7 separate regions of the Mus musculus genome follow, and all the other regions are linked to region 2. Evidence: chromatin contacts called from public HiCAR-type, HiChIP or PLAC-seq and promoter capture Hi-C data. All regions are on one chromosome and are shown on one strand. The core of a region is the stretch at or near the end of the contact, and the rest is flanking DNA. Distances in the headings are between cores, read along the strand shown. Region 1 has its middle 50 kb from the start of Gm46480. Region 2 holds the start of Gucy1b2 (guanylate cyclase 1, soluble, beta 2). Region 3 holds the start of 4930556J02Rik (RIKEN cDNA 4930556J02 gene). Region 4 has its middle 27 kb from the start of Spryd7. Region 5 has its middle 17 kb from the start of Gm41171. Region 6 has its middle 8.7 kb from the start of Gm35247. Region 7 has its middle 31 kb from the start of Gm46480.

Evidence for each region. Promoter capture Hi-C pulls out the DNA fragments that hold promoters and counts their contacts. HiCAR-type assays count read pairs that join an accessible place to other places. HiChIP or PLAC-seq counts read pairs in DNA pulled down with a chosen protein or histone mark.
Region 1: a contact with region 2 is called in a promoter capture Hi-C map of pre-B cells. The contact joins the enhancer-like site here to the promoter of Gucy1b2 in region 2. A contact is called at or near these places in 12 of 39 promoter capture datasets (the 3T3-L1 cell line, 3T3-L1-derived adipocytes, the C10 cell line and 5 more), 1 of 484 Hi-C or Micro-C datasets (embryonic stem cells) and 7 of 115 datasets of contacts at active chromatin or transcription factors (astrocytes, craniofacial prominence, embryonic basal ganglia and 4 more).
Region 3: a contact with region 2 is called in a HiCAR-type map of astrocytes, with 7 times the contacts expected there. The contact joins the promoter of 4930556J02Rik here to the promoter of Gucy1b2 in region 2. A contact is called at or near these places in 12 of 39 promoter capture datasets (the 3T3-L1 cell line, 3T3-L1-derived adipocytes, the C10 cell line and 8 more), 1 of 15 datasets of contacts at CTCF or cohesin (pro-B cells), 4 of 484 Hi-C or Micro-C datasets (the G1E-ER4 cell line, the N1E-115 cell line, myocytes and 1 more), 2 of 115 datasets of contacts at active chromatin or transcription factors (astrocytes and embryonic basal ganglia) and 2 of 9 other capture datasets (embryonic stem cells and liver).
Region 4: a contact with region 2 is called in an H3K27ac HiChIP or PLAC-seq map of bone marrow-derived dendritic cells, with 16 times the contacts expected there. The contact joins the enhancer-like site here to the promoter of Gucy1b2 in region 2. A contact is called at or near these places in 15 of 39 promoter capture datasets (the 3T3-L1 cell line, the C10 cell line, the HPC-7 cell line and 9 more), 4 of 15 datasets of contacts at CTCF or cohesin (embryonic stem cells, large pre-B cells, pro-B cells and 1 more), 1 of 484 Hi-C or Micro-C datasets (cortical neurons), 5 of 115 datasets of contacts at active chromatin or transcription factors (bone marrow-derived dendritic cells, embryonic basal ganglia, embryonic stem cells and 1 more) and 2 of 9 other capture datasets (adipose tissue and embryonic stem cells).
Region 5: a contact with region 2 is called in a promoter capture Hi-C map of embryonic stem cells, with 6 times the contacts expected there. The contact joins the enhancer-like site here to the promoter of Gucy1b2 in region 2. A contact is called at or near these places in 16 of 39 promoter capture datasets (the 3T3-L1 cell line, 3T3-L1-derived adipocytes, the C10 cell line and 9 more), 1 of 15 datasets of contacts at CTCF or cohesin (large pre-B cells), 2 of 484 Hi-C or Micro-C datasets (cerebellum and cortical neurons), 2 of 115 datasets of contacts at active chromatin or transcription factors (astrocytes and embryonic stem cells) and 4 of 9 other capture datasets (adipose tissue, embryonic stem cells, liver and 1 more).
Region 6: a contact with region 2 is called in a promoter capture Hi-C map of hippocampal neurons, with 6 times the contacts expected there. The contact joins the enhancer-like site here to the promoter of Gucy1b2 in region 2. A contact is called at or near these places in 9 of 39 promoter capture datasets (3T3-L1-derived adipocytes, the C10 cell line, cranial neural crest and 5 more), 1 of 484 Hi-C or Micro-C datasets (the HL-1 cell line), 2 of 115 datasets of contacts at active chromatin or transcription factors (astrocytes and embryonic basal ganglia) and 3 of 9 other capture datasets (adipose tissue, embryonic stem cells and liver).
Region 7: an H3K27ac HiChIP or PLAC-seq map of embryonic stem cells shows a contact between it and region 2, with 4 times the contacts expected there. The contact joins the enhancer-like site here to the promoter of Gucy1b2 in region 2. A contact is called at or near these places in 8 of 39 promoter capture datasets (3T3-L1-derived adipocytes, the C10 cell line, the HPC-7 cell line and 5 more), 1 of 15 datasets of contacts at CTCF or cohesin (large pre-B cells), 3 of 484 Hi-C or Micro-C datasets (the N1E-115 cell line, embryonic stem cells and olfactory sensory neurons), 4 of 115 datasets of contacts at active chromatin or transcription factors (astrocytes, embryonic basal ganglia, embryonic stem cells and 1 more) and 3 of 9 other capture datasets (adipose tissue, embryonic stem cells and macrophages).

Annotation. Positions count from the first base shown.
Region 1 is chr14:61,755,030-61,758,737 of GRCm38.p6, reverse strand. No RefSeq gene overlaps it. Among named protein-coding and RNA genes, the nearest start is that of Gm46480, 50 kb to the right of the region's middle. Within about 2 kb of position 1,882, at least 127 of the 459 cell types and tissues checked have an H3K27ac peak or open chromatin away from gene starts, as enhancers often do. A contact at or near this core is called in craniofacial prominence, embryonic basal ganglia, forebrain and 2 more, where this site is marked.
Region 2 is chr14:62,454,331-62,457,952 of GRCm38.p6, reverse strand. Gucy1b2 (guanylate cyclase 1, soluble, beta 2) reads left to right here and starts at 1,664. Exons shown (of 17, transcript NM_172810.3): 1 at 1,664-1,877. The coding sequence starts at 1,755. It overlaps Gm41172 (a long non-coding RNA gene), which reads right to left and starts at 1,486. Exons shown (of 3, transcript XR_874685.1): 1 at 1,396-1,486; 2 at 247-325.
Region 3 is chr14:61,490,553-61,494,148 of GRCm38.p6, reverse strand. 4930556J02Rik (RIKEN cDNA 4930556J02 gene) reads right to left here and starts at 1,461. Exons shown (of 3, transcript NR_045714.1): 1 at 1,316-1,461; 2 at 750-1,000.
Region 4 is chr14:61,527,795-61,531,529 of GRCm38.p6, reverse strand. No RefSeq gene overlaps it. Among named protein-coding and RNA genes, the nearest start is that of Spryd7, 27 kb to the left of the region's middle. Within about 2 kb of position 1,814, at least 51 of the 459 cell types and tissues checked have an H3K27ac peak or open chromatin away from gene starts, as enhancers often do. A contact at or near this core is called in the HPC-7 cell line and bone marrow-derived dendritic cells, where this site is marked.
Region 5 is chr14:61,861,748-61,865,626 of GRCm38.p6, reverse strand. No RefSeq gene overlaps it. Among named protein-coding and RNA genes, the nearest start is that of Gm41171, 17 kb to the right of the region's middle. Within about 2 kb of position 1,901, at least 30 of the 459 cell types and tissues checked have an H3K27ac peak or open chromatin away from gene starts, as enhancers often do. A contact at or near this core is called in adipose tissue, where this site is marked.
Region 6 is chr14:61,807,153-61,811,108 of GRCm38.p6, reverse strand. No RefSeq gene overlaps it. Among named protein-coding and RNA genes, the nearest start is that of Gm35247, 8.7 kb to the left of the region's middle. Within about 2 kb of position 1,663, at least 16 of the 459 cell types and tissues checked have an H3K27ac peak or open chromatin away from gene starts, as enhancers often do. A contact at or near this core is called in hippocampal neurons, where this site is marked.
Region 7 is chr14:61,735,954-61,739,522 of GRCm38.p6, reverse strand. No RefSeq gene overlaps it. Among named protein-coding and RNA genes, the nearest start is that of Gm46480, 31 kb to the right of the region's middle. Within about 2 kb of position 2,247, at least 137 of the 459 cell types and tissues checked have an H3K27ac peak or open chromatin away from gene starts, as enhancers often do. A contact at or near this core is called in the HPC-7 cell line, adipose tissue, embryonic stem cells and 1 more, where this site is marked.

The sequences.
Region 1 (3,708 bases), core at 633-3,132, 700 kb after region 2:
GGGCTTTAAGACCCTTGTCATAGCTGCCAGGAAGCCAGTCTTCCAGCGGCTTTCAGATGAAGATGTAGAACTCTCAGTTCTTCCTGCACCATGCCTGTCTGGTCGCTGCCATGTTCCCACCTTGGTGATAATGGACTGAACCTCTGAACCTGTAAGCCAGCCCCAATGAAGCCATCTTTTAGACAAGAGGAACATGTGAGATGCAACACCTGCTACTGAACATTTTTAATCAGTAAACTGTCCTCACTAAAGGTTTTGAGTAGTTAAAACTTGTATCACTGTATCCAGAACTGGAGGTGGAAATGCCATATTACATTTCTTTAGATATGCACATGCAACATACTCTCTATTACATATAACCAGATGTTGCTATGACAGCGCTTTTGTTAAACTCAGACAGAGTTCCTGAGATAGTTCTACACAATATGGGATTTCGGGAATTTACTTTTTAGCAACTACTGAAATAGATCTTGTGAATCTTGGGAGGCAAGTAAGCTATGTGAAAATAAATAAATCACAGGGATTTTTATTATGTATTTATTCAAAATGAAGGGAAAGGCACGTGATTCACAATATATGCAACCTGAGCTTAGAAATGTTTCTCTTCATTATCTAACAGTATGTGGTTTTATAAAAAACAAACTACCAAACAGTAATAGGACAGCTTTTTACTCGAAAATGCATATGGTTCCTTGGCTAAAAATAGTACAAACGATGGCGCTTCCAAAGACAAAGTAATCTCCTGGGGACAGAATTAGTTATGCTCCCTACGCCTGCACACTGCAAAGCTGAACTGTATTTAAGGCTGTTCACAAGAATTAAACAAAAACTTAAAAGAGGAAACCCCTCTTCGAGAGGTTTTATAACGTTTTGAAAACTGCATTATACATTCTAGACGCAATTTAACTTGTTTGCATTTGTGCCATGCCTTCCCATACATAACCACTTTCAAATGCTTTCTAAAGGCCCAGGAAGGCTATGTAAGAACTGCTCAGCGGAGTGCACACGCTCAGGAACACGTGGCATGCCCGCGGCAGGCTCTCACTTTCTCCATGTCCCACCAGACACGGTCCCTAGGGACTTCTGTGCTCCAGTCTGGGAGGGCGGGCGACTTGGCACAGCCTCTCCCTGGGTAGGAGGGGAGAGCTGCTGACTCACGACCAAGGCGGGCTGGCTGCTCTCCCTCCCTCCCCAGCCCTGCCGAGAGAGAGAGAGAGAGAGAGAGAGAGAGAGAGAGAGAGAGAGAGAGAGAGAGAGAGAGAGAGAGAGAGAGAGAGAGAGAGAGAGAGAGAGAGAGAGAGAGAGAGAGAGAGAGAGAGAGAGAACACTGTGGGAAGGAACACCTCCAGAGCCCAGTGTTCCCATCACAGCCTCACCCCCAGCAGGCGAGGAAGAGGATGGAAACCAGAATGAGTTAGAGAAAGAGGAACCTATGGAGAAGGAAGCGCAAGAGTGGACCTTCCTTCCCAGCCTGGGCTTGGGGGGGAAAAAAATCCTCTGCCCCGCCCCCACTGGACAAGCCGCCTGGCAGGTCTGTGTGCATTCAGTGACTAAAATCCTTCAGCCAGTTTCTCTTCCCAAACCCTCTTCCCATTTTCACTCCTGTCTTGTCATAAGGATGAGCTGCCTAAGAAAGCATTTAAGGCTTCTGTTGTCAACTGGACACTGAGCCCTGATCTGCCCTGGATGGAAATCTATAATTCTGAGCCCCAAGGACCTGGAGGCCACGTTTTAACCAGCCAGGAATTCAGATTCAGTGTTAACAATGAAATAAAAGGTCTTTTTTTTTTTCACTCCCCAAAGCAGTTGCATGGTTATATATGTAAATACACCATGTTAGGCAAGAAGTCAGGACAGTTGCCTCTGAGGCAGGGTGGAGATGACAGGAAGGAGTGCAAAGAGAGCATCCTGAAATGGTGGCAACATTCTGAGCCAACCCTGATCAGGGTTTACAGCTGTGTGCATTTATCATAAGTCTGTCAATCCACTGTGTATGTGTGCATTTCATTCTTTTTTTTTATTTATTTATTTTACAGTCCCACTTCCCCTTCTCATTCCCCCCATTGCCCCTTCCCTTTCTCTGCAGAGAAGGGGAGACACCCCCCACCCCCCCACCCCCCACCCCCACCCTGTCTTGGGTATCACCCTACCCTGGGGTATCTAGTCCCAGCAGGACTAGGCATATCCTCTCCTACTAAGGCCCAACCAGCCAGTTCAGGTAGGGGAAGAGGATCCATTGGCAGGGAACAGAGACTAAGACAGCCCCTGCTTCACTTGTTAAGGGAGCCACAGGAAAACCAAGCTATACATTTGCTATAGATGGGTCTGGGGTCTAGATCCAGTTCCTGCATGCTGCCTGGTTGGTGGCCCAAGCTCTGTGCACCCCTATGGTCTCAGGTTAGTTGACTCTGTGGCTCTTCTTGTGGTGTCCTTGGTCCTCCTCCTTGCTCATTTCCATCCCCCACGATTCCAGGGGACTTCCCAGGCTCCACCTGATGTTAGGCTGTGAGTCTCTGCATCTCTGCCTCCATCTGCTGCTGGATGGAGACTCTCAGGAGACAGTTGTGCTCAGTTCCTATCTTGCAAGCATAGCAGAGTTAATAGTGCCAGGGGTTGGCTCTCTCACATGAGGTGGGTCTCTGCAGGTTGGGTCTGTCATTGATTGGCTGTTCCCTCAATCTCTGCTCCCATCTTTATTCCTGTACATCTTGTAGGCAGGACAAAACTTTGGTTAAAGGTTTTGTGGGTGGAAGTCCTGCCTGGCTACAGGAGGTGGCCATTTCAGTCTCTATATCACCCTCTAGTAGGAATCTAAGCTAGAGTCACTCCCATAAACTCCTGAATCCTCTCCAGTCCCAGGCCTCCTGCTAGTCACCAGAGATCCCCGCCCCACCCCCACCATTACCACTCTCACTCCCAGCCCTCTCTCCTTCACCTAATCACCATCCCCATTCCCCTCCTCACCGCTATTCCCACCTCTTCCCTTCTCTCCATCCACCTTTGATAGCTATCTAATTTCTCTTCTGAGCGACATTCACACATCTTCCCTTGGGACCTCTTTATTGCCAAGTTTCTGTGGGTCTGTGGATTGTAGCATGGTTATCCTGTAATTTATGGCTAATGTCCACTTATAAGTGAGCACACACTGTATGTGTCTTTCTGGGTCTGGGTTATCTCACTTGGGATGATATTCTCAAGTTCCATCTATTTGCCTGCAGAATTCATGATGTCTTTGTCTTTAATAGCTGAATAGTATTCCATTGTATAGATATACTACATTTTCTTGATTTTTCAGTTGAGGGACATCTAGGTTGTTTCCAGTTTCTGGCTATTGTGAATAAAGCTGGTATGAACGTGTCCCTTTGGTATATAGTGGGGCACCTTTTGGGTATATGCCCAGGAGTGGTATTGCTGGGTTTGGAGGTAGAACTGTTCCCAGCTTTCTGGGAAAGTGCCAAATTGATTTCCAAATGGGTTGTACAAGTTTGCACCCCCACCAGCAATGGAAAAGTGTTCCCCCTATTACATACCCTCACAAGCACATACTATCACTTGAGCTTTTTATCTTAGCCATTCTGACAGATGTAAGATAGAAATTTCAGGGTCATTTTGATTTGCATTTCCCTAACGAGTAAAGACTTTGAACATTTCTTTAAGTGCTTCTCGTCCATTAAAGATTCCTCTATTGAGAATCTTATAGAAGCTTTT
Region 2 (3,622 bases), core at 415-2,914:
CAGCTGAGGCACAGTGGGCGTGGTCACTATTGCAGCTAACATTTTTCAGGTTTTCAAAGCATCTGCATTCAAGTGCCAACCAGTTGTTTGCAAAGTACAGTGTGACCTGTTTGCAATCAGGTCACCTGATTTCTTCTTTATCAAGTAAATCAGATTCAATTAAACTCGAAAGAGACTGAATTTGGTCTCAAATGAGCCCCTGCACATCACAATGCTTTTAGATTTATGAACATCAATCGCCCTTACCTTACTAGGATCTGTAGGTATACATAACTTTGGCCACACGATGGCGCTTCGCGTCCAACAATTCCTGGTCGGCCACCGACTGAAATTTTAAAAAGCAAGTTGAAGAGAGGATGAGGTAGAGCAGGTTCACGCCGCCTGGAGGCGAGCTGGGCTCGTGGGTGAACGTCCTCACTGTGGAAAAAGCCTATGTTTTTTCTGGCTTTCTGGATCCCAAGCGAAGGCGCTGATGCGAAATGAAAGGAGTAAGTGCCCAAGTCCCGGTCCACATGCAAATCAAAACTCCATCTTCCAGTGTACCTGATTGAGAGAGCTTTTATCTATCTATCTATCTATCTATCTATCTATCTATCTATCTACCATCTATCCATCCATCCATCCATCTCATTTATTTTTGAAAGAGTCAAGTATTATTGACTTTCCTAGAAAAGGGATATCACTTGATTCACTAAGCTGCTGCAGTGTGGCAGCTACAAGAAAACCTCTGGTTTCTCTGCACCACTGTTTTGTCTTTCGAGGGAGTTAATGGTAAGAGGACCAACTTTACAGGGTCACAGTAAGGAGGAAAGGAAATTACGTAGAATCTAATGACATTGCTCACACCCACTGGTGAAAACCCAGCAGTTTTGTGTGATTTATCCTAAACCAGGAGGAATGTGCGGGACCCAGTACTGCGCAGCGTGTGGTTAAAAGCAAATGATTTCCGTAGCTGTTGTGATGGGTCTAAAGCACGGCTGTCCGCTGTGGCTGTTTAGGGGGATGGACTGTCTTCTGGGATTGGCTCCTCTGACTTTTGCATGCTGAATTAATAACTATTGAGATAGGTCTGGAAGAAATGTGGAGCCTTTGTTTCAGACTGTATTTATCATTATCATCATTATTAATAATTATTGTTTGTTTCTGAGAACGGGTCTTACTGCCTTGAGCTCCCCATTCCCCTGCCTCAGCTGTCCTAGAGATTACAAGCACCAATCACAACGCTGCTCTCCCGACACTCTTGTTTCATTTTGTTTTGTTTTTAAAGACAGGGTCTTGCCCTGTTGCTCAGTCTACTATGGAGAACAGTTTCCCTCCCCAGTGTTCCAAATGGCAAGGCCAATAGCCAGTCCCATGGTGACTGGCTGGAAAGCCTGGCTTTTACCCCAGCCTTACCTTTAGCCCACTTATCCCCACTTAGCCACCTGTCAGTGAGATGTTAGCCACGCCAGGGGAGTCAATCAGATAGCGTACAATGCTACACAGATGCAAAGGGAAAACAGTCAGTCAAACCAGAGAAGGGTGGGACTTCTCCGCCCGCGCAGATCCTTGCCCCTGCGAGATGCCTTGTCCAGCATTGCTTCCTTAACCAATAGCTAAAGCTTATTTAAGCATGTGGTATCCTCTAAACAATGAAAGCTTGTTTCTCATCGCACAGGATGCTAAGTCTGTCTTGCTGGGTCAGCTTACATGTAATCAGAAGTGTGTGTGTGTGTGATGAGGTTGTATTTACAAACACCTGTCTAATTGAAAGGATGGTGATGTCTGAAGTGTTGTGTGCTGAGTATACGCTAAAAGTTAAAATGTCAGACACAGCAGACGGTGTGCTGTATGAGCCTCTGCGAGCGGAGTTTAGGAGCAAGCGAACCCATCTACAGGTACAGTGAGGAGCGCAGTGGGAGAGGTTGGGGGTGGCTGAATAGGGGCACCAAGGGAACTTGCTGGACAATGCAGACACTCCATTTATATCTGGGTATGAGTTATGCTAGCATATATGTTTGCCGTAATTTGTGAGACTATTCACTTCAGAGCAACAAAGGAAGTCACAAACAAACAAAACAACAAAACAAAATAATAAAACCCTCTCAACCCCCCAAAAAGCCAAAAAACTGGTCTCTCAAAACAATGATCCCAGAATATACAGGGAAGCCCGTGATGTCATGGGAACGGAGGGGTGTCTTCCCATACAGTAACAAGTCCTCCCCAGCTGCTAATGCATCTGAAAAACCTACGAGATGCCAGCTAATCTTGCAGACAGCTTCGAAAGCCAGGGACAGCCTTCCTCATGCACACGCTGTCTGTGTCTTTTCAAATGTTTACAGAGTATTTACAAAGAGTAGTCCTTTGGGTGGCAGTTGTAATTAGGGAAACTGGCAGAGAAAATTAACACATACCATAAAAGAGGGATAATTAGTCCTCTGCCATATACAATATTATTATCAAAAGGCATTCACCCTGGAATCCGATTGGTTTATACACACTGGCCTCATAGGGACGCTCCTCCCTTCCACATCACTCTGGGTATGAAGCTGCCACGTTCCTTGGATGATGGGCCATATGGTACTTAACATCAGAATGAAAATGAGCTCGTGCTTCTTATGTGAGATGCTAAAATTTATTAGAAAATCAGAAAGCCTAATTTCCACCAAGTTCCTGAGACCTACCATCTGCTTCATGAAAAAGAAAGAGGGAGTTGGTTTTTTTTTTAACCATTTGCTTATTGTGAAGTGTGAGCATGAGTGTTTGTGTGTGTTTGTAAAAGCGGGGAGGGGGCTGAGGGCTGTAAGAGGGGGGGATCAGAGCAAGTACACTTGGCAGGGCCGAAAGAGCTGTCAGCTGAATGTGGTGGGAAGGTTTGGGAAGCATAATTATGGAAATCATCTATCTTGGAGACATTTTCTCAGGACCACACGTCCTCTCCACAGAGAATCAGCACAGAGTCTTCTAGCTTTTGCAAGTACACAAAATCACTCTTCTGGAGTGAAGAGGCAGCTTCCCTCAGTCCTGGTGTCTCTGAGGGTCTGGCCTCTCCAGAGCATAGCTGGAGCCAGCCAGTGAAGACAGGAACAAACACACTGGAAAAAGTCAAGGACAGAGATGCCAGGAAAGCTTTTCTCAGGCGAGCTGCAGCTGGGTGGGAGAGGGCTGAGAGGAGGCTGGAGCTCCTGAGACACGTGGCCAGGTACCTTCAGAGGTATGTCTGGGCACTGATTTCAGTGAACCATCTCAGCCTCCTGCGTAGTCAAGTTTGGGAGATGCTGTCTTAACTGTGAGTCAGATTTTAGGGTGCTGTGGCCCTCGTGTGGTCTGGGAACCCTCTTCCTTTGGTTTGTGACATTTATTTATTGGTCATCTTGCCTTCGCACCACAGATGCCAGGTCACTGGAACAGCCTCGGAGGGATACTCAGGGGATCTGGTTAGTGGCTGGGTTTCTCATCTGTGACTCCAAGTAATACTCAGGAAGTAGACTTCAGGCAACAGTTTACCTGGGCCTTCAACATAGCAGTGACTCAGTGGAAGAATAAAGTTTTCAGGCCCCAGTGGACTCCACATGATAGCATGACAGTGCCAAGTGCTGGTTGAGGCAGGCATTCCTTGGATGACATCCAAAGTGGTTTAATT
Region 3 (3,596 bases), core at 212-2,711, 960 kb after region 2:
CTCAAAGCCCCTTGGGGTAGATTGGGAACATCCGTGTCTTTATTATTGTGTCCCACAGAGGCCAGTGCAGCTTTCCTACAGGAGCCCATCTTAGGCCTCAGCTGGGAGCCGTGGCAGGATGTGGTTCTGACCCAAGCCTCACTTTCCAGCTGACCTCTCGGCTCTGTGCCACAAACAGACTGAATCTTTGCCCTTACACTGCAGACCATCTGCCCCCTCTTCCTCCTGGCAATCTGTCTTCTCTCACTTCCTCAACCCCACTCCACCACCCTCACTTCGTTTTCTCCTCCTGAGAGACAGTTGCATCTACTCCCTCTCTGCTGCTCTAAGCCAGGGACCACTCCTGTTCTTAGACTTCAGCCTACAGCCAAATTCCTGGTGGAATTTATTAGAACATGGGTTCAGAACCTTATGCCTTTGGTTGCCAAGGCAGCAGGTCTGGCATAGGCCCAGAATGTGCTTTGCACTGAGGGTACACTTTGGTAGCTTCTAATCTAATTAGTGGATGCCACCAGATTAAGGACTTGCCACTCTCTTGGTGTTGCCACCATTTAGCGCCCTTGCCACTTTTCCTTGTTACATGATGTTCTGTGACAAAACTTTTCCTGGGAAGATGCAACACACGTGTCTACTCAGCTCAGGTGGGGAAACAATGATAACCAAAGTATGGATACTGCCTAATTCCATCTTGGTGGATCACTGAGTTTTAGTAGGGTTACTTGCAGGAGTGTGGGAAAGGAGTTACTTACAGGAGCGGAAATGAGCACACTGCACAGTCGGAGGCACCTAAACACGTTAGATCATATTCTTTCCCGATGACTCAGTTGATCTAAACCTTTCCAGGCAGCTGGGCTGGCTTTTGCTTCTTCCAAGCATCTGGTCTTGTCTCAGAATCTCCTTTGCTGCTTTTATTGCTTAGAGGAGGTCCAGTAAACTGGTCAGTTTGAAAGACTTCCTGGAGCTATTTTAAGTTGTTTGCCTTCCTGGTTGAGAATCTTCCCTGCAGGATAGAGTCAAAGGACTCAATTTTGGAGGAAACAGTCCACAACACTTGAGGATGGTTGAGTAGTGGGCTTGTGATCTCCATCCTCAATACTGGTCTTGCGATTAGGGAACAGCCCACTCAACACCTTGGCCCCTGCACTCCTTGGCTCCCCACATCAAATGAACTTTCACCTCACACCCACCTTGGAACTCATAGACTCCACCAGTCATCGCCTATAACCATCAGACCCCTAAGACTCAGTTTTCAGTCCCTCACTTCCTGACTCTTTCTTCCTCTCACTTTCAGCTTTAATGACTCTAAAGTTCTCACCCCAGCAATTCTTTGACCAGGAGACCCCCACCATTCACCACCGGTCTCTCATTGGCCCCATCTTTCTTCCATCTTCTGTCTGTCATCTCTTTTTCTGTCACTTGCCTCCTGACTCAGTGTCTTAGAGAGCATTCTGCTATTGTAATGAAGAGCTGAGGTCATCAAAGCCCACTTTCAGAGGTTCCGTAATCAGTTGGCCCTGCTCTTCTCAGCCCATTATGGCTGGGAGCACACGATAAGAGAATTGTTCATTCTTTTCAAAGCAGAGGCATGGAACGGATTTAGGACAGAGATTATGATCCTACAATCTCTTCCAGGGGCATGTTCCCAGGGTTGTTCCTCTTAGTTTTCTGTCAACTTGACACAAGCTAGAGTTATCTGGGAAGAGGAACCTCAGCTGAGAAAACGTCTCCATCAGATTACTTGTAAACAAGTCTGCAGGGCCTTTTCTTGGTTAATTATTGATATGGAAGGGCCCAGGCCAGTGGGTGGTCCTCGGGTATATTAGAAAGTAGGCTGATCAAGCCATGAGGAGCAAGCCAGTATCCAGCACTCCCCAGAGACCTCTGCTTCAGCTCCTGACTTGATTCTTACCCTGAGTTTCTGCCTTGGTTTTCTCCAATCGTAGACTATAACCTGTAAGCCAAATAGAACTTTCTTTCTCAGGTTGCTTTTGGTCATGGTGGTTATCACCTAATAGAAACCTAACTCTAAGACAATGATATAAGATTTCCCAAGAGGCCCTATCTCTTAAAGCAGTGGTTCTCAACCTTCCTAAGGCTGTGACCCTTTAATATAGTTCCTCAAGTTGTGGTGAACCCTTGTCTTAGTCAGGGTTTTAATCCTGCACAAACATCATAACCAAGAAACAAGTTGGGGAGGAAAGGGTTTATTCGGCTTACACTTTCCACATTGCTATTTATCACCAAGGAAGTCAGGACTGGAACTCAAGCAGGTCAGAAAGTAGGAGCTGATGCAGAAGCCATGGAGGGATGTTCTTTACTGGCTTGCTTCTCCTGGCTTGCTTAGCCAGCTCTCTTATAGAACCAAGACTACCAACCCAGAGATGGTCCCACCCACAAGGGGCCTTTCCCCCTTGATCACTAATTGAGAAAATGCCTCACAACTGGATCTCATGGAGGCATTTCCTCAACTGAAGCTCCTTTCTCTGTGATAACTCCAGCTGTGTCAAGTTGACACAAAACTAGCCAGTACAACCTTCAACTCTAAAATTACGACTGTAATTTTACTGTTATGAATTGTACTGTAAATACCTGTGTTTTCTGATGGTCTTAGGTAACTCCTGTGAAAAGGTTGAGACCCACAGGTTGAGAACCACCGTCTTAAAGGCTCACCAACTTCAATAACTTCACTGTAGAGATCAAGATTTCAATACTGGGCCTTGTCATGGTTGGTTTTAATATCAACAAATTAGAATCACTTGAGAAGGGAACCTCATTTGAGAAATTGTCTTAATCGCTTTATTAGTGAAAGAAGACTCAGCCTAAATGTGGGCATTAGCTTCTGGTAGCAGCCTGGATACAGGGAGCTGAAGGAAGATTCTCTCCCTTTTGATGGTATATCATTCTCTCTGCTGAGTCAGTCGAGTTTGTTGCTGTGCTGTTGATTCCTTCTCGGGTATCAGAACCAGTGTTTCTGGGCTTCCATTGTTGACTGAGTACCAGCAGCTTTCCAGGAGCTGTCCAGGGTTTCCATGCCAGATTGGGCTTGCCAAGCATCCAACCCCATAGATGGAGCAACCGCCAGGCTGTTGGCCTCTCCACTGTGAAACAGCTACTGTGGGACTACCTACACTGCTGGGCACCCGTCCACAAGGACCAACCAGCTGCCAGGTTCTCAGTCCCTCAGGTGTGATTCAGCTACTGCTACTATTTTGAAGTAAAATGATTAAATCACACACACACACACACACACACACACACACACTCATCCAATCTATTCTGTTCTTGTAGTGAACCATGAGTAATATAGGCTGTTAGGGGTCACTTAAGATACAAACTATATAGCACAGCTCTCAAGCCTCATCAGAGAAATCTCTCTCTTCAGTGGATGGCGATTAATGCAGAAACTCACAAATGTGAGAAATAAGTGGCTGTAGAGCACTCAGCCACAAAGGAAACCTATCTATATCACAAGCTATTCACAAGGTTCAGGGACCATAGTGGAAAAGGTGACAAAAATTGTACTATCCACAGGTCTGGGAGCACAGGCATAAACAGGGTCTTCTGGACCCAACAGGACCAACGCACCCATGAACTCA
Region 4 (3,735 bases), core at 565-3,064, 930 kb after region 2:
AGAGCAGTGCAGGGCTAAGGGTGGAGGTCTGTGGTAAGTTGTTTACAGGCATATGTGCAGCTCAGGGACCAGTGCCCAGCACTTCAAGGCAGAGAGAATGAAGAAAAAGGTGTGTTAGAGGAGAAATGCTTTTGTGTGTTCTCCTAGGTAGATTAGGATTAGCTAATTTGAATAATGTTAGCAGTCTTGGGCTGTTAGCATTGTCCCTTGTTGTTGCCTAGTCAAGGGGTGATCAGGACAAAGAATATTGTCCTAGAGTGTAATACAGAAGGTAGGCCCTCTGGTTAGTTTGCATGGAAAGTACATGCTGCTGGCAGGAAGAGCTGCTATCTATCTCTAGGGGTCAGCTGAGGTAGGAGCAGGCCTGTCCTGTCAGCACAATATCCAGAACACAACAGAAGCATACACAGTGTCTGCACAGGCAAGATAACTATCCCAAAATCCTTGATGACATAGGTCATGCTAAGTGTCTTCTAAAATTATAATCCTGTTTCATTCAGGGCTTTGGTAAGTCCTAGGAAATTAAGGAAACAAGAATCTATACCAGGACTTCTGATACTGAGATTTATCCTGTTTGAAGCTGGGCAGTGGTGGCAGGTCTCTGAGTTTGAGGCCAGCTTACTCTAAGGAGTGAGTTCCAGGATAGCCATGGGAAACACTGCCTTGAAAAACAAAACAAAACAAAAAACAAAATTTTATTCTGTTTTGAAGTGAAAGTTATTTAGGAAAGTAGTTCTCATCTTTGAGCAGAGACAGAGGTGACAAGTGAAGTGTTTGGAACAGGAGTCACAACTCTGTGATGGTTAGTCTTGTCAGCTTGGTTGAATTGAGAAATGCCTAGGACATTGGCAAAGCACACCTGTGGAAGTGTCTGTGAGGGCGTTTCCAGAGAACATAGATCACAAGGCCTCTGACCTACCGAGTGAATTAGTCACCAGGTGGAGTCATAAATGATTATATTATTGGGATGGGTGAAGCAGAAGGCAGGGCCTAGTCAGAAGAAGCAGGTCACATTGGAAGGGAAGTGTCATGGGCTGAGCCTTGCTGTCCTTTCCCCACTTGTCTCTGCTTCCTTCCTGCCCCATGAGTGAACTACCCTCCTTGGTCTGGCTGAGCCCTTCCACCATGATGAAGGGAACCCTCTAAAACCATGAGCCCAAGTGAGTAATTCCACCTTTTTAACTGTATTTTGGTCAGAGCAATGTAGAAGTGGCATGTGATGATCTCCCATGTGCTTTGACTTTCAGGGAGAGGTCCCGAAGCTACCAGTACAAGTTGTAATGATCATCCAAAGTGTCCATTGAACACAATTAGGAAAAAAATTTGTAAACTAAGCAAAGAATCTCCCCAACCACTTTAAGTGACAAAACAGTAAACCTATTTCCCAGCTTTTTTCTTTCTGGACTTGACTTAATGGCATTTCCAGTGAAAATCGGGGGGAGGGGGTGGTGGCGGGGATGGGGTTGGGGATCTAAAGTGGTTGAAAGGAGTGGGAGCCACTTCTTTCCATCTGGGTGTCAAGACTGAGAAAGATTCTGAGCAGACCTGTGAGAGCCTATGAGTATATTAGTGCCTTTTCTAGACGCTATGACAAATATCAGACAAAAACAGAGAGGAGGGGTCACGTTTGAGGGTTCAGTCCATCCCGGCAGGGAGGCGGGGAGCAAGAAGGCTCTTGGCAATGCCATATGAGTACAAGTTGATCTTCCACATTTCAGAGAACCAGGAAACAGAGAAAGGGGTGTACTGGTGCTCAGCAGGTGGTTTCCTCTTTATCCAGCCCAGGACTCCAGCCCACGGGGTGTTGCCCCCCACATTCAGGGCAGGCGCTTCCCCTTCGACTGCTCTCTGGATGACTCAGCAAACAATGTGCTGCATTAATGCCCTCGTTTCTTACTCCAATCAGGTTGACAGTCAGGATTCACTTTCACAGTGTATGTTGATGAAAGGAGTGAATTTAAAGTTTGCTTAACAAATTCCTGAAACTAAACAAGTGGCAAATCTTGGGCTTTAAGGTAGGAATAGTTGGGGCTGGAGAGATGGACCAGTGGTTAAGAGCATGTACTGCCCTTGGGGGCATCGGAGTTAAGTTCTCAGCACCCATGTTGGGTGTCAGCACCCATGCTGAGTGACTCACAATGGCCTATATTTCCAGTTCTAAGGGATCCAACACTCTCTTCTGGCCTCCATGGGCACCTGTTCTTACTTGTATACACATTCAAATAAATAAAAAGAATAAAAAAGAGCTAGGTGTGCTACCATATGTTTTTAATCCTAGCACTCATAAGGCAGAGGCAGGTGGATTGCTGTGAGATCAGCCAGCCTGGTCTACATAGTGAAGTCTAGGTCAATTGGAGCAACATAGTGAGACCCTGCCTCAATAAAATAAAATAGTGTGTAGGGGTTGAGGTAATTCACTAATGAAGTGCTCTCCGTGCAAACTTGAGAACCCAAGTTCCATCTTTAGCACCCATGTTTAAAAGACATCAAAGCAGTACTCATCTACGATCCTAGCGGTGGGGAGCCACAGACTGGAGGATCTCTGAGACTCTCTGGCTGGCCAGCTTAGTCAGATCAATAAGCCCCAGGTCCTTGCTTTAAAAACCAAGGTGTATATTGTCTGAGGAATGCCATCCATGATTGACCTCTGTCTTCCACATGCACCCAAACGCATGTTTGAATTAAAAAATGAAATAAAAGGAGGTGGACATGACCACTCCTAAAGTGCAGAGAAGATTTTTATTGTAGGTATCGGAGAAAACAGGCAGAGAGGAGTCCAGGATGAACATGGCCGGCACACTAAACAGGACCACGAGAGGAGAGACTGGGAGGGAGATGAAGAGAGGAGTCCCACACCAAGGAAATGGAGCTAAGAAAAGGCTGAGAGTAGGGATTAGGGTGAGAAGAGCTGGGAGGAGCCACAGGTTCTGAGGGCTGCTGGGAGACTGGCAGTGTCTCCTCTAATATGTAAATAAGCACTTCAGTATTTGTCTGGGTTGCTGAGAACTAAGCCACCAGAAACCCCCAATAAAGAGGAATATTTAGAGGCAGAGGCGCTGCTGTTACTTTTACGCTGTTAAGGAATAGAATTGTTCCATCCAAGGCTAGAAGGCAGTTGTTTTGTCTGGAGTGTTGGAGACTGGATCCATGCCTCATGCATGCTGAGCAAATATTCCACCACTGAACCACATTTCTAGCCTCAAACACAGTTTTAAAACTGAGTTGTGAAGCAAGAAGCCACGCTACAGAGAGTTTGTCCAAATCTTTACAAATTACAAAAGTGTTCAGTTGCAAACCCAGGACAGGACAAAGTGTCTATATATAAAGTGGGCCTGACCACCAGATTCTCCCAGCATCCTTCACTGTTGTTTTTAAAAACAAAATTTCCAACCATTTGACTTTAACAATGAAGACTCAGGAGCCAGATGCTGTGGTGAAAGCCTGCGAGCTCAGAGAGGCAAAGAAATCACTCAGCTGACCTTCCTACTCCACCAATGTCCCAGAAGGAAAAAGTCCTCCACAATGTTTTAAATAACCTTCAACTCAGTGTTTCTCCTTTCTACTTCCTTATGTCTACTCCCTATCAGCTGCTTGCTTGCTCCACCTCTCTAGGTAGATGATAGATAGAGTCATATATATATATGATTATATGATAAAGTTGACTTTATTCAATATTCAATCCTGTTTACAGAAAGCTCTTTGGATTAAAGGTGTATGATGCTAGGCTGAGGTTTT
Region 5 (3,879 bases), core at 652-3,151, 590 kb after region 2:
AAGATGGACCATGGGCCCTGAGAGACCCATTACCTGCTAAAACACAAACATCTCAAAGAATGCAGCAACAGAATCATACCATCCACTTCATATTGCTGATAAAATATGAGGATAGGACCTCTATGAATTAGAGCCATGGTCAAAACAACTTAGCAAAAATAAACAAAAGTAAGAAAAAGAAAGGCATAAAAGACGCTCGTGAAAACAAAAACCTAAGTAAGGACTGCTTTTAAGGCAAAGGGTAGCAAACCCAAGGATCCATCCCATAATCAGCCTCCAAACGCTGACACCATTGCACACACCAGCAAGATTTTGCTGAAAGGACCCAGATAGAGCTGTCTCTTGTGAGACTATGCCGGGGCCTAGCAAACACTGGATGCTCACAGTCAGCTATTGGATGGATCGCAGGGCCCCCAATGGAGGAGCTAGAGAAAGTACCCAAGGAGCTAAAGGGATCTGCAACCCAATAGGTGGAACAACATTATGAACTAACCAGTACCCCAGAGCTCTTGACTCTAGCTGCATGTGTATCAAAAGATGGCCTAGTCGGCCATCACTGGAAAGAGAGGCCCATTTGACATGCAAACTTTATATGCCCCAGTACAGGGGAATGCCAGGGCCAAAAAGGGGGAGTGAGTGGGTAGGGGAGTTGGGGGGGAGGGTATGGGGGACTTTTGGGATAGCATTGGAAATGTAAATGAGGAAAATACCTAATAAAATTTTTTTTAAAAAAAGAAAAAGAAAAACCTACTGATGCAAAGAAGAAACTTGGGCTAACCACCCAATTGGAAAAGAAGAAAGGCTGGATAGCAGGGTGGGGTAACAGAGTGGGGAAATTAGCCAATAGTGATGAGGAAAAGAAACAGAAAATCTAAATCAAGCAAAGTTAGACTCACAGGAATAACAAAGTGAATTCAAAGGCCTGTTGGTTCTTTTTTTTTTTTTTTAGGAAAGTATTTAAACTACATAAATAACACAGAGGTAATGTAAGAGGTTTGGCATACTGTTTTTGAGGGTCAGCAAAGATCCATCAGGAAACTGCAACAGAGACTTCAAGATAAATTACATTAAGCTTTTACAAGAAGCCAGTGTTTTTAAAAACTGATAAACAGTGCCGTCTTCAATTAAGATTTTACAATAAAAACATTTTACACAGCTCCGGTGTAGAGAGCTAACTCAAACCTTGGAGCCACCAGCCAGCCCTGGCTGCCCAGTACCTCTTAGCAGCCTCGGGTCCTTTCTGTCAGTGACAGTCCTGTTGGAGAAAGTAAGAGACTTATCCAGGCGCAGACAAACAAGACGTGGAAAAAGTCCAGAACCCTTATAGGTTACCCAACAGTTGCTATCTTCTCTCCTCCCAAATGAGCATCGCCCAACATTGCCCTTCTTTCCGTCCCTATCAGCTGTGAGAAGGGTGAAGGAAGTCACAAACAGGGTTGGTTGTAGGTGCCCGGCTGGCCTTTCTGCCCTCACATGGAGCGCTGGTACAGACGAACCTCTCTGTGAGCGAGTCATGAGCCTCCCTGTGAGCAAGCTATGAGCCTCTCTGTGAGCGAGCTATGAGCCTCTCTGTGAGGGAGCTATGAGCCTCTCTGTGAGGGAGCTTCCTCACACTTTCTTTTCCTACTGCCTAGGCAGCCGACAGTGTTATGGATCATGAGTTCAACAGTATCACAAAGCAAGGAGCCCCATCTGTGGCCCATCGCATCTTGGTGAAGAAGTGGTGTAAAAGAAGGCAGTGTTTGTGTTTTAAATCACTAAATGGGAGGGGGTCAACACATGACCTAAATTCACTCTCAGTGACTCATTATTGATACTTCTTTTTTTCCAAGACAGAGCCAAGCACAAATGCCTGGCAGTTCTCCACAGGAAGCAATTCCGTAGGCCTGACTCCATCAATCAGTCATTCCTGGCTTCAACCATTTAACTGGTTACTAATCCCTCTAATTGCACTATCTCACAGTCTGCTAGGCTATCAAGAAAGACTATCAAAGACATCATATCTATTGCATTGCCTCTCACAGGGCTATGGGGCCAAAATAGAGATGAGTCAGCACATACTGACTTTTCAACGATTCACACAGACTTCTGGTGAGCAGTTTCCTGAGCTAAATGTCCACCAACCACACACACACACACACACACACACACACTTTGTGGGGTGAAGAAGGGTAGTATTTGGACTGAATCTTTATAAGGTAAATACAATTTTCCAGGGTACACACAGAGCAGAAAGGATAGTTCTGACTAAGTGTGCACAGTTAAGGCAGATAAAAGTGTACTGGTTTGGAGCTAGAGCAGTTAAGAGCACATACCATTCTTTCTAAGAACCAAGTTCAATTCCCAACACCCATTTCGGGTAGCTCACAACCACCTGTAACTCAAATTCCAGGAGGCACAACACCTTCTTCTGGCCTCTGCCGCTACCTTCAAAGACAAACCAGACCTCGCCTCATGCTTGCCAAGCCCAAGGTCAAAGCCCTTCTGTGTAGCACGCAAAGCTGCAACCTAAGCCTTTGTCTAGTTTAAAGCACAATGCAAAAGCGGGCAGAGTGACCTCGGGTGTAATGAGGAGTGTTAGAGGTAGGGAAGGAATGGAGGACTGGGAGAGCCTTGTTCTGAAGCTTGGGCAGCTTATGAAAACTGGCCTACAGTTATCTCTAAGCCAGCAGTTCTCAACCTGTAGGGCAAGACCCCTTTGGGCGTCAAATGACCCTTTCACAGGGGTGACCTAAGACCATTGGAAAACAAAGATATTTACATTACAACTCATAACAGTAGAAAATTATAGTTATAAAATAGCAACGAAAATAATTTTATGGTTGGAGGTCACCATAACATGAAGAACTGTATTAAAGGGTCTCAGAATTAGGGAAGCTGAGAGAACCACTGCTCTAAATGTACCTTGAAGTTTAAGTGTATAAAGGACTATACAATAAACCTTCCCTCATATTATTTCCTAGAGAAATAATAAATGTTCAAAGACAAAATAGAATTATCAATTTATTTGTGAGATTACAGGCAGATACATAAAAGAGTTAAGAGTGTTCCCTGGAGAAATACATTCTCTTTATTAAGGTCCTTTTCTGGCCATGAATTTGTTTCCCATGCACTTAGCCAACATTCAGAGATTTCAGGACAGTGATAGCCCCTGCAGAGGGATTACTGCCCACAGGCTGAGAGGACAAACCATAGATCTCCTCATGCTGCCATGCCCGAGGTCAGAAGTCTTCAGTATTGTACACAAAGCTGGAAATTTCCAAATAGTCTAAGAAAACGCAAACCATTGCAGACAGTTTTCCCCCATTATTTATGATGCGGCCCACGATAAGATGGAGATGTTCTGAGCCTGAGATGCTCTGTGTAATCAAGACAAAGTTAATGGCTTGTTTGAGGAGTCGGATTCTAGTCTTGCCTGAAGGGGTCATTTTCAAGCTCCCGTTCCTTGACAGGGTTAAGCTGCTCATGGATTCCTTGGATACAGTTACAAAGGGTCAGTACAATACAGACCCAATCTTTAATGCTCCAAGATAAGAATGAGCTGGGGGTATAGATCTCTCTGTCTTGCCTCCTTCATTTTTTTCTGCCTCTATAGATGGCTGAAATGCAATGATTTCAGTAGATTGAAGCTACACAGCTGGGCCAGCAGCACCAAACCACCTTAGCTGCTTGTGAATTTGAAGCAAGGTTTCAAGTATTGAGTCATGAGGCATTTGGCCATCACTTTTAGCATGCCTGCACTTGGGCTCTTGAAGTGTCTTTGGGCTCAGGAAACAGTGGCGGATGGCGATGCTGGTGACTGAGGCAAGACTTAAGCAGACTCTGTGCCCTGCTGCCAAGGAGCCTTGAACAAACACCTGGTGCAGCAGGATCCTCCTC
Region 6 (3,956 bases), core at 414-2,913, 650 kb after region 2:
TTCGCAAAAGTGTGGGCTGCAAACCCATCTGGGACCAGAGAAATGACCAGCTCCAGATGTGCACAAGGACTACTTTCTCCTGGAAAAGAAACATCCAAGCATATCAATTCTCCTCCGCTACGCACGCAGCTCCCCTCTCCCTTAAAAGCAACAAATCCACCAAGCATTTTCTGCTAAACTGGAAGGCAGAAGTAGGAGCTGCCAGCCCGATAAATGTTTAGGCTTGAATATGGGCTCTACAGAAAATCTTCTTGCTCTTTTCCTCTAGGGGGGACCTTATCTAGGCTTTAAAAGAATTCCATTTGATTAAACTATGGTTGAAGCAAGATAGATCTACAGCAGGCAGCATAGTTTTCTATCAACACAGAATCAGCAATGAAAGAGTGTCTGGGCACGTTGTAAATCCATTAGAATAAGCTAACGGCTCTGCTAACATGCTCAAAATAATACGTGCTTGTCATAAATGTAATTAAATAATTCAGTGGAAAATTAAATGTTGAAACAATTACCCATATGGCTTAGAGCATTATGAAAATATTATGGAAAAGAAAAATGGAAGCTATATTCCTAGTACATGGGGGTTTTCGGTCCTTGGCTTTTATTCTCGTTCCTGCCTAATGAAAGGAAAGATAAAACAGTACTTATGAAGGGCCTTGTGTGTGAGAGTAAATGTTTTCACATATATCATTCCATTTGATTATCGTAACAACTTCGTGAGTTCATTTTACCAATAAGGTAACGTTGGCTAAAGCTTGGAGACGTTGTTAGTCACTGAGCCGTCTTTCCAGTCAAGACCTGTCCAGATCCACTGCACCATGCGTTTTCAGCTCTCTCTCAGCTTCTCACCTGCATCCAGCATCCCCCACTGCTCCTCTGTAGAAGACTGCAATCTTACATCCTTGGAAGCTGCCCTCCCCCCGCATCCTGTCCTACAGCAGCCAGTGAGTATTGATCCTCCTTCCTGGCCACAAGACTTTGACCTCTATTTAGTATTTAATTCATAAGCGTAAAGAATCAGTGATGTAAAAATTAATAGTTAGAGATAACAGGAGGCAGGCAATCCAGTTGGGGGCTCATGTTCTCTCTCATGCTAGCTTGCTCCTGCTCTCCCCTCCCCGTACCACCCACCCCCCTGCCACCAAAACCTGACTATTAATATAAGTCCCTAGTGGTGAGGAGGTACTGGGAAGGCTGCCAACTGTAAGTGGGAGTGGGTGTGGGAAAATGCAAAAGGAAGAAGGAAAGCTGCTTTAAAAAAAAGAAAAGCCACTGGCCATCTGTAGCAAATTATAAATAAATCCCCTGGCTACAAATATAATTTCTGTAGTCCAGGGCCCCTTAGGGAAGAACACCTCGGACACAATATAGAAACTATAAAGTAGGACCCTAGAATGCCCAGGCAGGGCACCCAAAGATTCTGGAGGCTGATGCTGCAGAGACTGGCGACCTGGTACCAACAGAGATACCGTCACTTCAGGCCCAGTCTTCCAACTCTTCTGCCCAGTTTCAGCCCAGAAAACAGTGGGCATCCTGTCAATCCAAACTGTAGAGGTTTCTGGGAATGTCAAAGTTTTCCTTAACCCGAAGGCACAGTCATCAAGGAGTACAGACTTACACGTGAAGGGACTTTCCGCACTGACTAAGAGAGACCTGCTTGTGCAGGACAGTACTGCTGACATCTCCAGATGTGGCTTTCTGCACAGCAGAAACCGAGACCTCCATGGCGTGGCTCAGAAGCACCTTTCTCACAAACTCTTTCCTCTGGTACCCTGATTCTACCTGAAATTCTCCCATCCCTCCTCCCTTTAGAGTAAGATCCTCAGAGAGTACTATATATCAACTTGGCTCAAGCTAAAGACATCAGAAGGGGGGACCTCAACTAAGAAAAATACCTCCTCTGTAGGCAACCCTGTAGGACATTTTTTTAATTACTGATTGATTTGGGAGGGCCCAGCCCATTATGGGTGGGGCCAACCCTGGGCAGGAGGTCTGGGATTTTATAAGAAAGCAGACTGAGAAAGCCATGGGGAGCAAGCCAGCAAGCAACACTACTCCATGGCTTCTGTGTCAGCTCCTGCTTCCAGGTTCCTGCCCTGTCTGACTTCCTGCCCTAATTCTTTGATGATGAACTGTGATATGAGAGTGTAAGCCAAATAAACCCTTCCCTCCCCTTTAGTCATGGTGTTTCACCGCAGCGATAGTAATCCTAAGACAGGCACCATCTTAGGGAATTGACAGAAATCAGGTGAGGCCCAGCACAAGAGCAGAGGCTATTCAGTTCAGCTCTCGTCACCAAACACTGCCGTGTGGACCCCGTCCCAGAGCAGCCAGGAGCGTAGGTAATGAAATGAAGGACGCATCACTCCTTCCTCCTTTCAGGTGTGCAGCTGCATCTGGCAGAGAGGGCTATGGAGAGAGTTCCACCCACTGCAGATTTAAAAGGGAGGGACTTCAGCCAGAACACTTCCTTCCATTCACAGCCTTCCTCAGATGCGAGGACTTCCCTGCCAGGTGCCCCCGGTACCCCGGCAGGCCGCTAGGACTGCAGAGCTGTCGGGAAATTAACTGTGACATCTCAGATGAAGTTTGCAGAGCATGTTTCTATATCCAGCACAACACGGGATTTGTTTTGACATTTCAACAACTTCCCGGTAATGCTCTTGTTAAGTAAAGTGAGACTGGTGTATTTTCTACTTCTGCCTGCTTCCCACTAGTTTTTGACACACACAGAAAGATACTCCCACACTTTCACTTGCCTCAGAGACTAAGACACCGTCGTACACAGATGCAGTCCAACTTGCCGCAGCCTCTTACATACAAGTCTTTCCTGGCATCTTCACCCCACTTTGTCTCTTATATTACAACTTGTGTTACTGAGATAAAACACCATGGCCAAGGCAATGTATAGAATGAAGGGCTTATTGGGTTTACAGTCCAGAAGAACAGAAGTCTGTCACCATGGCAGGTGTGGCAACTGGATCTGGAAGCTGAGGACTTACATCTTGAAACACAAGCAGGAAGCAAAGAGCAGACTGAAATGGTGCAGGGTTTTTAAAAGCTCAAAGCCCACCCCCCAGTGACACACCTCCTCCAGCAAGACCACACCTCCTAAACCTGCCTGAACAGTGCCACCAGCTGAGGACTAAGTATTCAAATACCTGTGACAATACGGGACTTCTCATCCAATCCACCACAAAATTCATTTTAAGCCGGGCGTGGTGGTGCACGCCTTTAACCCCAGCACTTGGGAGGCAGAGGCAGGTGGATTTCTAAGTTCGAGGCCAGCCTGGTGAGTTTCAGGACAGCCAGGGCTACACAGAGAAACCCTGACTTGAAAAAAAAATCAATGTAAAGCCATGCATTATAAAAGTCATGAAATAAATGATGACGGGGGTGTAGTGTGATAGACGATACTTCTCCATGTGTAAAGCAGGCCATTGTAACATGGGGAGGGGGGGGGGAGAGCATGTTGGGAAGGAAGTCAGGTCATCTTGTAACCAGTCCCTCTGGCTTGAGTGGATAGAATGTCATGCAAGACACTCATTCCCTGAGGGACAGTGGCTTATGTCTGTCCGGGGAGGGGAGCTCTTTAAGAACTATTTCAGAAGCCCACTTCTAAATCTGGAAGACAAATTAAAGGGAATCTTTCCATCTTTCTGCTTCCTCCTTTCACGAATCTTTCTAATCCAAAGTATGTGTCTAGAAGGAGCAGCAGAGGCAAGGGTCTGGGTGCATCTGACAAGGAAATAGGGAAGAGAAGCTAAGCAGATGTCAGGTGCACCCTGAAACACTGAACCACAGATTGGAAAGGTACCATCCTTGAAACCTATGCTTGTCTCCTCTCATCCTCTTTGTAGTTGTAACTCTTGGTTCAGGTGGAGTGTAGATGGGCCATGCATGTGAAGGAGATAGCTTATTAACGACAGGACTTGGGAAGGTTGACCCACTCCAGGCAT
Region 7 (3,569 bases), core at 998-3,497, 720 kb after region 2:
GCATTTTCTTCACACACATCCATTAAGAATCTTGAGTCAAATGATAGAATCCTCCACTGGTGGTGGCTCATGCAGGTAAAGGGTTATTACCTTCACAGAGTAAGCAATTGGGCTTATAACTTCATGGTCACAAGCGGCTGACCCAGCTCTAGGTTACATTTGTAATCAAGCAAAGATGAAGGGTCAAGAGCACAGTGTTTTGGGCACCCTTTCATCTGCCATCAGGAGCACAAAAGCTTTCTTGCAAATCTGCCTTCTCCTGTTCCTCCCCACCCCCTTCTTCCCAGCAGACTTCTGCTCAGGTCTCACTGATCAGAACTGGGTTTCTCAGTCATGCTGTCTTAGTTAGGGATGTACTGTTGTGAACAGATACCATGACCAAGGCAACTCTTAAAAGGACAACATTTAATTGGGGCTGGCCTACAGTTTCAGAAGTTCAGTCCATTATCATCAAGGCTGGAGCATGGCAGCATCCAAGCAAATGTGGGGCTAGAGGAGCTGAGAGTGCTACATCTTGTTCCACAGTCAAACAGGCTTCCAGGCAGCTAAGACAAGGGTCTTAAAGTCCACACTCACCGGGCAGTGGTGGCACACGCCTTTAATCCCAGCACTTGAGAGGCAGAGGTAGGCGGATTTCTGATTTCAAGGCCAGCCTGTTCTACAGAGTGAGTTCCAGGACAGCCAGGGCTACACAGAGAAACCCTGTCAGGACAGCCAGGGCTACACAGAGAAACCCTGTCTCAAAAAACCAAAAAAAGAAAAAATAAAAGTCCACACTCACAGTGACACAATTCTCCCAACAAGGCCACACCCACTCCAACAAGGCCACACCTCCAAATAGTGCCACTCCCCGGGCCAAGCATATTCAAAGCACCACCCATACCTAGCTTCAAACTCACTATCCTTATCTTCGGTGACAGATCCCAGTTGGCCTAGAATACTGTCACTGTCCAGGCTGGACATGTTGCTGCCAATATATGAACCAAATCTGAGTGTTCTCTGTAAGGAAAAGCAGACACAAGCTAGCAGCAGAATCTAGCCCTGTTCAGGTCAGTAGTGCTCACCAGAGTTTACACAGCAAAGAGCTGTTAAAGGCGCAGGAGTCAAGATGGGGTTTTGTCAGAGGGAAGGTAGAAAAATGAAAATTGCCTGGAGTCAACTCTCTTCTCTCAGGCAGATTCTTGCTGAGCGTACAAACAGGTCTCAAGCCTGGAGGTTGTACTACCTCTGCACCTCCAGCGGACTGTACAGCTTCTATAGGAATAGGAAATGAGTTGGAGACCAGGAAGCTTGACCCACACAGGCTCTCACTGCTGGACACATTAAACAGTGGTTTGGCTTGCGATTTTTCAACAGTAGATTGGGGAGAATGTGGCGTGCATTCAATATTTTGATTGTTAAATCTGAGTCCTTTCCTAGCCTAGCCATATGAAGTCTAGCCTCTATCTGGAAGTGAGGCCGTATCTGCCACAGCAGCTCCCAATCAGTGGGGCAATAACAAGCAGCAACACCAAGCCACCATAGCCTGAACTTGAAGTTCCTGTGTGAACCAAGGCTTGACCCTACTGTAGGCTGGTGAGCTTCTGAGTTAGGCTGCTTTGCACTACCCCACCCCGACCCCACCGCCAACTCCCTGCAAGCGGGCCTTTTCAAGGACTTGAGGCTTGCTTGCTCTTTCCTTGGTGCACAGTTTAATCCACAGATCTACGGTAGCTTCCTTCGCTCCCTCATTCCAACCTCTGGACTAGCTGAGGTTAATGAGTAAGGGGCTGGTCAGGTCAGGGCTTCCTTTTTGGCAAGGATGACAGAGTCTTCTCCCACAGTGAGTCAGGACATCAGCCCAGGGAGCTGCCAGCAAGGCCAGGCTTGGGAATGCTCCCTAGCCAATGACAAATACAGAAGTCATACTAGATCCTGGAAAAAAAAAAATGAGAATGGTCCACAGGGAGTTCCTCGGGAAGTGGGCTGGGGACTGTTAAACAAGGTTTAAACTGAAGTTAAAGCTCCCCACTTGCACTTCTGGGATAAAATAGAGCACTTTAATCAAGGGCAGTTATAAAGCAGGAAGTTCAATTTGCCTATTGAACTGAAACAAAACAAAACAGCAACTGTGCCTTGTTTGCTCCAAAGCAGCCCGACTACCATTCTAACCTGTGTGCAGAAAACTTGCACAGGAGCATCTAAATGTGTTCATTTTAGATTTTTCTCAACCAAAGTTCTCTCCTTAGAGTCTTTATTGTGGCGGGGGCAGGGAGGGGGAAGTGCTGCCTCTTTAAACAAGCTCTCTCTCCGGGTTTTAAAATGCTCAACTCGTTTCATTTTCTTGATAAAATTTATCTGTGATCAGGACTGAGTCAGACCAAAAATACTTCTATAAGATTTGACCTTTTACTGAAATCCCACATTGAGATAATACACCTAAAATGGTGGTTACCAGTAAGGCTTTTGTTTTTCAAAAGTACATTTAAAATAAATCACTTTTTTTCAAGCAGAAAACTGTTTTGAATTAAGTCCTTCACAGCCGATCAGCCTGAGAGTTCTCGCTCTTTGATTTCCTTTTCATGCAAATTACACCAGGAGAGTTGTGCGTGTGTAGCACTGTCCAAACCACATTTAGCTTTCACATTTACTTCGTGTCCAATTAAGTCTCACAAGTTTACTTGCCTGTAAGACTCTATAAGGATTACATTATTTTTTTTACTCCTAAAACAAAAACAATGCCAGCAAAAGCCATTTTTTATTGTTAGCGAATGAAACATTTTCCAATTTTACAAGGATAATTAATTCTTTGCACTTTTTCTCATGATGATGAAAATACTTTTTATTTTTGTGTGTACTCTTGTTTTTTATTGGCTAAATTTGCTTTTCAACAGTTCCATACCCACATACAACACATTTTGATGACTCTCAACCCTCCCTCCCCCTTACCGCCTTCCTTCCTGTACAGTCCCCACCCGGCTCTGCAGCTCTGCAACAAGTCACTTTCCTATGTCCAGGCCCCTTTGTTTCGTTCAGGGATTTTTAAAGCACGGTTGTCTGTGTGACCGAGAGTTTGGTACTCTCTGTTGGAGCGTACTCTCTGTTGGAGCGTGGTGGGCTCATCGTTGACTGTATGTTGAAAGGCAGTGAGGGCAACAACTTTTCATTCCTTCTGATGAAGTATTTTCATGTATTTTTTTTTCTTAATTCCAACAAACTCTTAAATGCTTTATTATTTAAAGAGTTTTTAAGGGCTTTTCATTTGAAGCTCTGTGACTTATTATAATAGCTACTCACCCCAGCTGTGAGGAGTGCCCACCTGGAGTTTAATCACCTGATTTCTCAGTGAATTCTTGTTTACCCTTGAAATGGGGGGGGGGGAGAGTGGGAGGGAGTGGTGAGGGGGAGACACAATTAATGACAGATTATCTAAAACAAAATCAACTCCAAAATTCCTGTGAGAGGCTATTTGTGTTAGTGGCAGATTTTGCGTTTTCCTTAGCAACTTGCTGTGAACACCTGAGGATAACAAAATTTTGAGCTGAACAGGAAGTCTAGGAAGAAAATCATTATGAAGCAATTACATCTAG